Regions from separate parts of the Mus musculus genome. Here region 2 is linked to region 1. The links are chromatin contacts, called in public Hi-C maps. All regions are on one chromosome and are shown on one strand. Each heading gives the region's core, a stretch centred on a gene start, on an enhancer-like site or on the middle of the called end of the contact. The rest is flanking DNA. Distances are from core to core; before and after follow the strand shown.

Region 1 (3,592 bases), core at 320-2,819:
CAGCTGCAAGCAGACCTACCCTCCCCCAAGAGAACCCGGAAGCCTCTGCTCGCCCGAGGGCCTGAATCCCCTGGCTCCCCTGGGACTCTTTCCAAAAGGACGGGGGAACTTTACTGGCCGGCCCCCTCCTCCCCTGTGTCATCCATTAAAACCCCAGCACGCTCTTTGTTTCCAACAGCTGTGGGAGGGCAGGCGGCCTTGGAGAGAGGGGAGAGGTCACTTACTCCCTGGCTCCCCTGGCTGCCAATCTTCCAGGTCCTCCTGCAAAACACACACACCACCATTGCCTCTCTTTCTACACCACTTTAATTAACCCGGGGTTACTCTAGCTACACAGGGGCACTCTCTGAGACCTAATTACCTTTCATACCCAAATCCCACACAAGATGACTCCCTAGCTCCCTCCCTCTGTCAAACTGGGTTCACTACTGGGCTCTCATCTCTTCACCCTATATACGTACTCCAGCGTGGTTACCTGAGCCTCAGGCTTTGTCCAGACACAACCAACAAAACACTTCCTGGGCCCTCCTGGGACTCCCTGCTGCCCTGATGCACAGAACCGTGGACAGATTTGGTCCCCACTGCACCCCTGAACCCAAAGGACAAACATAACCACTCCTTCTTTTTACCGGCATTACCCCTCTTAAAACCCAGGAACTCTTAAGAACCTCCCCACCAACACATGGTCAGTTCTCAGGCCCTTATCCTCAGTCCGCCAGTTCCTCACCATCACACTCACACACAAACACACACACACGCACACACTCCCCTTGAAGCCTAGCCGTCCTCCCTCCCTTGGGGCTTCACAACACTTTACACGCGCTTCCACGAGCAAACCCAGGATCACTGCTCCGTCTCGCGGAACCTCACCAGCTCACCACGCCGCAGGGCCGCCCTAGTCCCGGCCACTCGACACCTACGGACCCACAAACGACCACTCCCCATCCCCAACCCAGGTCCCCAAAGCCCGCACCGCGAACTCTCGTCCTGCCCTCCGCCCGGCCCCCGGGACTCCTCAGCACCCTGGTCCACACCGGGTCCTCCCGCGGCCCAGAACGGCGGAAGGGAGGAGCCCCAGAGGCGGGCGCCGGCGGCTCCTACCTGAGCAGTTGCTCTTGCCTCTGCCTCCCGGACAGTCCCCGCCGCCGCCCGCGGGCTGGTTGGACGCGCGGCTCCCGGGCAGGCAGAAGGCGAAGAGCAGAAGCACCGACGTGTAGCCGCAGACGGCGAGCGGGGGCGCGGCCGGCAGCCGGAGCGGCGCCTGGGCGCCCATGCTGTCGCGGCCGCACGGCGGGGAGCTCAGGGAGCGGCAGGCCGGGCACACCGGCCCCGCGCCGCCTCCTAGCAGCCGTGCAGCCGCCCGGGGCAGCCCCGCAGCATCCCCGCCAGGCCCCGGCCCTCCGCGCTCGGGACAGCCTCGTTGGGAGACCCCGGCGCGGGCGAGGGGCGCGGGCGCGCGAGGGCAGGGAGCGCGCCGCGTGGGGAACACGGAGCTGGGGCGCGCGCGGGGGGCGCGGGGCGGGGACGGACGCAGCTTCTAGCTCGCAGGCTCGCCTTCCCTTTGTGTCCGCGCGGCTGTCGCCGCCGCGTCACAAAGACCCCGGCCCGCCCGGTGAGGGGCGCGTGACGGAGCCGCGGGCGGGGAGGGAGCGGCGACCCCGCCCCGCGCACACCCCCGGCGCCGAGCTCCGCCCCTCCCGGGGAGCCATTGTTCCTGAGGCGGGCGGGGGCGCGGGCCGGGGTCGCCGATCCCTCCGGCTGGCCGGACGGCGCCGAGGATACTGGAGAGAGCTTCGGGACGGTGTCTCAGAAGCCCTTTGTGAGCCTTTCCCACGCGCCTTCTAACCCTGCACGAGCTCGGGTGGTCTTTCGTGTGTTTTCCAGGTGGAGTTAAAGGCAAAAGGTGACTTGTCCAAGGTCAGTCACATCCCAAGAAATGGGCAGGATCGGGATTGGTACCTAGTGCTCACTCCCGCTGTGCACTTCTCCGGGGAAAAGGCTTAATCCCCAAGACTCGCCCCACCGGGTTCCTGGATAACTACATCTCTCGGCTGAATCTTTAAAGTGCGTTGCCCTTTCCGCGCATAATAGCAAAGATTTAGAGCGGATTTGCTATATCCAAGGCCTAGAGGAAGCTCTTAGCCTGTATCCTCTCCAGTTCTATTTCACAGCCCTACAAAGGAGTTCCCATACTGGTTTTCTGCCTTCCCCAAATCAGGAAGTTGGGACCAAGAGTCTTCCAGCTGTCTGGAGCCCAGTACAGTCCTCTGCAGCCCTCACCTTGCTAGATGATAACTTTACACAGGCAATAAGACCATAGGCCAAATTTTTGGAAATTTTCCGCTTTGTTCGAAGTCTGTTATTGTTGCCCACTTCAGAAGGAATTCTAGAATTTCATTGTAAAATTAAGAAAATTGCAAAAAGGACACTTGAAGAAAGCTACAATCTAAATACAAAACAAACACTGAACATAGAAGTAAAGACAAGGAGGCTTTGAGAAGTCCAGGCAAGGGAGAAAGCTTTGGAGACCAGCAAGAGATAGCCGGCAGCTGAGAGCCCAGGCTGCTTTTGCAGAGGCCCCAGCTTGGATTCCCACAGCATCACAACCATCTGTAAACACTGTACCAAGAACTCTCTTCTGGCCTCAAAGGGCAGTGTAGGCATGTGGTATAGATATGCATCAAACAAAACACCCATATACATTACAAATAAACTTATTTTCAAAAAAAATTTAAAGCCACTAGCAACAAAGGGAAAGATATTTAAACCAAAAAGTTACCCCTCTGGATGATTATTAAAAAGTTAGAAAGACTGACAAACTTAGCACTATTCATGCATACATTTTGGAGGGCGCGGCAACCTAAATATGAAGAAAAAAACTAAATTTGTTTTCCTAACAATACCAATATTGGAATTTTTGCTTTAGAGATGGTTGAACAAGACACAACAATGAATAAAGGAAGATTTTCATGACAGCTTTTGTGTAACAGTAAAATATGACCCCGGTGGTCATCTTTGTGTATAGATTTTGATAATGATTAGGTTAATGATGAATGGTATAGAAACAGGGATACTGGAGACTGGAGAGATGGTTCAGTGATGGAGTCCTTCCTAGGTTTGGTTCTCAGCGGCCACATCAGGTGATGCCCAACTGCCTGTGACTCCAGTTCCCGGCAGTCTGAAGCACATAAACCCATATAGGCACACATCAATAAATAAATGCTCTTTAAAGAAAAGAAAACCTTTCTTTTCTAAACTATACATATGTACCAACCCAAAGAAAGAGCAAGACTGCTTTACCCCATTACATTACCACTGACTCTGGAAAAGAGGATTGTGGGTGATAGGTACTTGCCGCTCATATTTTTCTGTTGAGTTTTTTTTCAATGAAAAGGTTTTGTCATCATAATTTTAAAAACTATTTGCTGTTAAGTTGCACATCTGCCATGCTTTTTATCTAAATAGATCTGCATCTCCAACACCGTCTATAGTTTGCCTCCAGCCTCTGAGCTGTTAGCCTAGCACACTTCCTGATGCACTGAACCAAGAGTGATCCCAGCCCCTGCCTGCTCAGCCACAGCAGAGGCCTCCT
Region 2 (3,592 bases), core at 713-3,212, 170 kb before region 1:
TAAAGTATTTGCCAAAAAGCAGGTAAGTGGGTTTCTCTTGCACTTGTGACTTGGGTATTGGATGTCTCTTGTTTTGATCCACAGCTGGAGATACCGTCTCCACCCTGCATCCTAACAGTCAGACTACAAGCCTGATATGTAAAGGACTCCTGGTTTACTATTTCTGGTCTCTGGTGCCCTGAACCCAGTGAGTTAATACTACACCTCCAAGATATAAAGCAACAAGTGTATATCTTTTTCTATTGTCCGCTAGCCATATTGTCTTACATGGTGGAAATGACACATGATGATGATGGTGGTCATGGTGACGATGACAACAACAATAAATAGCTACCATATCTTGAGGACTGCTGTGGTCTGAGTACTGCTGTCTCCCTAGACCCCATAGTGAAACCTGTATTAGACAGACTTTTCAGCACTGTGACAAATACCGTAAAGAAATAGCTTAAAGGCAGAAAATTTATTTACCTCACAGTTTTAGAAGTCCTAGTTCGTGATCATTCATGCCATTGTTTCTGGCCTATGTGGTATGTCTCAGTCAAGGTTCCATTGCTGTGAAGAGACACCATGACCTCATCAACTCTTATAAGAGAGAGCATTTAATTGGGTCTGGTTTACAGTTTCAGAGGTTTAGTGTCTTTTTGTCATGGTGGGAAGAATGGCAGCACACAGGCAGACATAGCGCTAGAAAGGTAGCTCAGAGGTCTACATCAGGATTTGCAGAGAGAGCAGCACCGGATACACACACACACACACACACACACACACACACACACCACTAGTAAAAGAACTTGCTATAGCCTTAATAAAAATCACTTTCAAACCCTGCATCCCTGTGACAGTATGTATGGGAAGAAGAATCATGGCACTTCTTTGACTTTTATTTCTCAAAGAAGGTCTGTTTTGCAAGGCCTGGAGGCGTGACCATTAGAAGGGAAGGTGGGGGAGACTATTTACCCTGCCTTCTAGAGATAAGCCTTGCTGCAGCATTTTAGGATTTTCTTCTGCATATCCACGCTCATTCCCTAGAAACTTAGGAAAGATAGTGTCAGAGGGCTCCTGATCTGATGCTATTTTTAAGCATTGAAATGCTCCAAAATTAAGCCCAATTAAGAGGTCTGTGAGAGCCAGTGAGGTACAAGGTAACACAGGCTGTCCTGCCCTTCATTTTCTCGTGCATGCTTCACCGATTATAGAATCATAACCATGGAAATCATGAAAATTAAGGAAGACAAATTGGCTACAGGCGTGCAGTCACAATTTCTAGACTACTCCATGCATAAAGCTGAGGTTAATCGGGAGAGTTATAAGAAAATAAATTTCCCCCCTTAACAAAAAGAAATGATCACTATGAGTGTGTCATTAAAGGTGACACAGAGAACTTCTGGTCGCTCATTCATATTGTACTTGTGGTTAAAATCGTGTCTCTTCCCATGTGCTTTTGTGATTTTCTACTTGAACCACAGAATCCAAAGTCAGCTTCCCCTGTCCTTACATAAATGCATACACCCCTCAGGTGGTATTTTCTGGAGAAAATAATAATTGAATAAAAATAATACTTGAAGATCAGATTCTAATCTGAGTTGTAAATTATTAGCTTAGACTATTAAAGGATGCGGCTAACTCATAGGTGAGCTAAATGCAGTGGACTAAAATGAACGCATTTCATTTCTTCTTAGACATTTGATAAGATATTGGTCCTTAGGCATGCTCTGAGAAAGAATACTTTCTTTAAAATTGTGACTCAATCCCCTAATAACCGAAGCACACTATTTAATTCCGGGGGGGGGGGGCATAAAATCCACCCTTTATGCTCTTGCTAGTCACAATTCTGCACTTGCAACTATAAGTTACTAAAAATATTGAAGGAATTACAACAGCTGTTCAGAGCTGAAACCCTACGCCCAGAAACTGCTGTTGGGCTGGAAATCGCCCGTCATCGCTGAGTCAGGCATCTGTATGCGAGTCTGCCAGGGAGCAGTCATCGCTTTGTGCCAGATTTAGCAGGTGCTCTGTTCCTGTTCCAAAGGAGAGAGAGTCTCCCTAAAAATATCTATCTTCCTTGTTCACCCAGGCGCCGCATTATTCTGGGAATGAATGCGTTTTTAGTGACAATAGGAAACGTGTGTTTATCTTTGCACCATTTCATGTTCAAAAGGGAAAAGGAGATTTGTTTATGTTGGTGTGGGGTGGAAAATGTAAGTCAAGATCTGAGACACTGTACTCCACAGATCCTGGAGGGAAGAGGGGCCAGCAAAGCAGCTCAGACTCTCCCAGGAGTTATCCTAACACTCCTCAGAGCCCAGGGACCTGGGTCACCCGGCATTTCTTGGGAGTGTCTACTTATGTTCTAGACACTCCTTACCCCAGCATCAGACAGTAGAAATTTGTCACAAATTTACATTGAAAACTGGATCTTTAGCTGGAGGATAAGTATAATTAAGGAAGGTTGTTTTTTTTTTTTAATTAGATTCTGAAGTGCGGGATACCCATGTTGGTTTCTCATAATGTCGCTCTGGTTGACCGCCCTACAGGACCTGTGCTCTTCCCTTCCCTCCCCCCCCCCCCGTCTTCTCTGCTGCACCCTGATATCTCTCCACCCCTCCCTCTTTATCCTGTTGTCTTCCCTCCATCCTTCTCCCTTAGAAACCTCCTTTCCAGTTTCATGGGCCCCTTCCAATTTCCTAATATTTTTCCATAACTTCTCCACCTGGTTACACAATCTTACAATTACAGGCTAGAATCTGCAAACGAGAGAGCACATGAAATATTTGTCTTTCTCCACCTGGGTTACCACACTTAAAATAATGTTCTCCAGTTTCATCCGCTCACCAGCAAATTTCCTAATTTTGTTTTTCTCTGGGGCTGGATAAAATCCCATCACGCATCTGTACTGCGCTTCACTATCCATGCACCATTGATGGCATCTAGTCTGGTTTCCTGGTTGTTGTGAAAAGAGTTTCAATAACCATGGTTGAGCAGGTATTGTTTGCTGTGGCAGGCTGGAAAGTCCTTCGGGCACAGGCCCAGCAGTGATATCTGGGTTGGATGAGATTTCCATGCTTAGCTATGAAAGCCCTCTGTGCTGATTTCCACAGCAGCTGCCACACTAAGTAACATGCCCACGGGTTACAGGTCTCAGCTCTTTCTTACAGCCCGTGGATTCTTAGGTTTGGTCTCTTGCATGTACCCAGACTTCTTGAACTTTCTATGGTATTCATTGACTTTTTTTGTATGTGTGTATTTATGTGTACTATTGTCTCCGCTGATGATATTTTCTATTGTATTTTTCGTTGGGTCTTTCATTTCCAGAATTTCTGCTTAGCTATATAATTGTTTGGGTGTTTTATTTCCTTGCTGAATTTTGCCTTCATACTTTTACATCTTTAATCTTTCAGGTCTATATGTCTTTCATTGGTAAGTTTCTTTTGCTTGTCTTGGATCATATGAATCCTATAGTTGGTCTTTGAATCTTTTTTCAATTTATATTTATTTATTAGTTTCCTATGCACGTCTGTCTGCGTATTGCAGCAGGACATGCATGTGGGAGTCAGAGGACAACTTGAGCTAATTACTTATCTTTCCCTCATGG

The links. Hi-C and Micro-C count contacts between places; a contact is called where the count stands out from the background.
Region 2: a contact with region 1 is called in a Hi-C map of myocytes, with 2.1 times the contacts expected there. The contact joins the enhancer-like site here to the promoter of Tmeff1 in region 1. A contact is called at or near these places in 1 of 39 promoter capture datasets (hippocampal neurons) and 4 of 484 Hi-C or Micro-C datasets (cerebral cortex, growing oocytes, myocytes and 1 more).

Annotation. Positions count from the first base shown.
Region 1 is chr4:48,583,151-48,586,742 of GRCm38.p6, reverse strand. It overlaps Tmeff1 (transmembrane protein with EGF-like and two follistatin-like domains 1), which reads right to left and starts at 1,569. Exons shown (of 10, transcript NM_001356272.1): 1 at 1,102-1,569. The coding sequence starts at 1,273.
Region 2 is chr4:48,753,336-48,756,927 of GRCm38.p6, reverse strand. No RefSeq gene overlaps it. Among named protein-coding and RNA genes, the nearest start is that of Gm52718, 20 kb to the left of the region's middle. Within about 2 kb of position 1,962, at least 55 of the 459 cell types and tissues checked have an H3K27ac peak or open chromatin away from gene starts, as enhancers often do. A contact at or near this core is called in cerebral cortex, hippocampal neurons and myocytes, where this site is marked.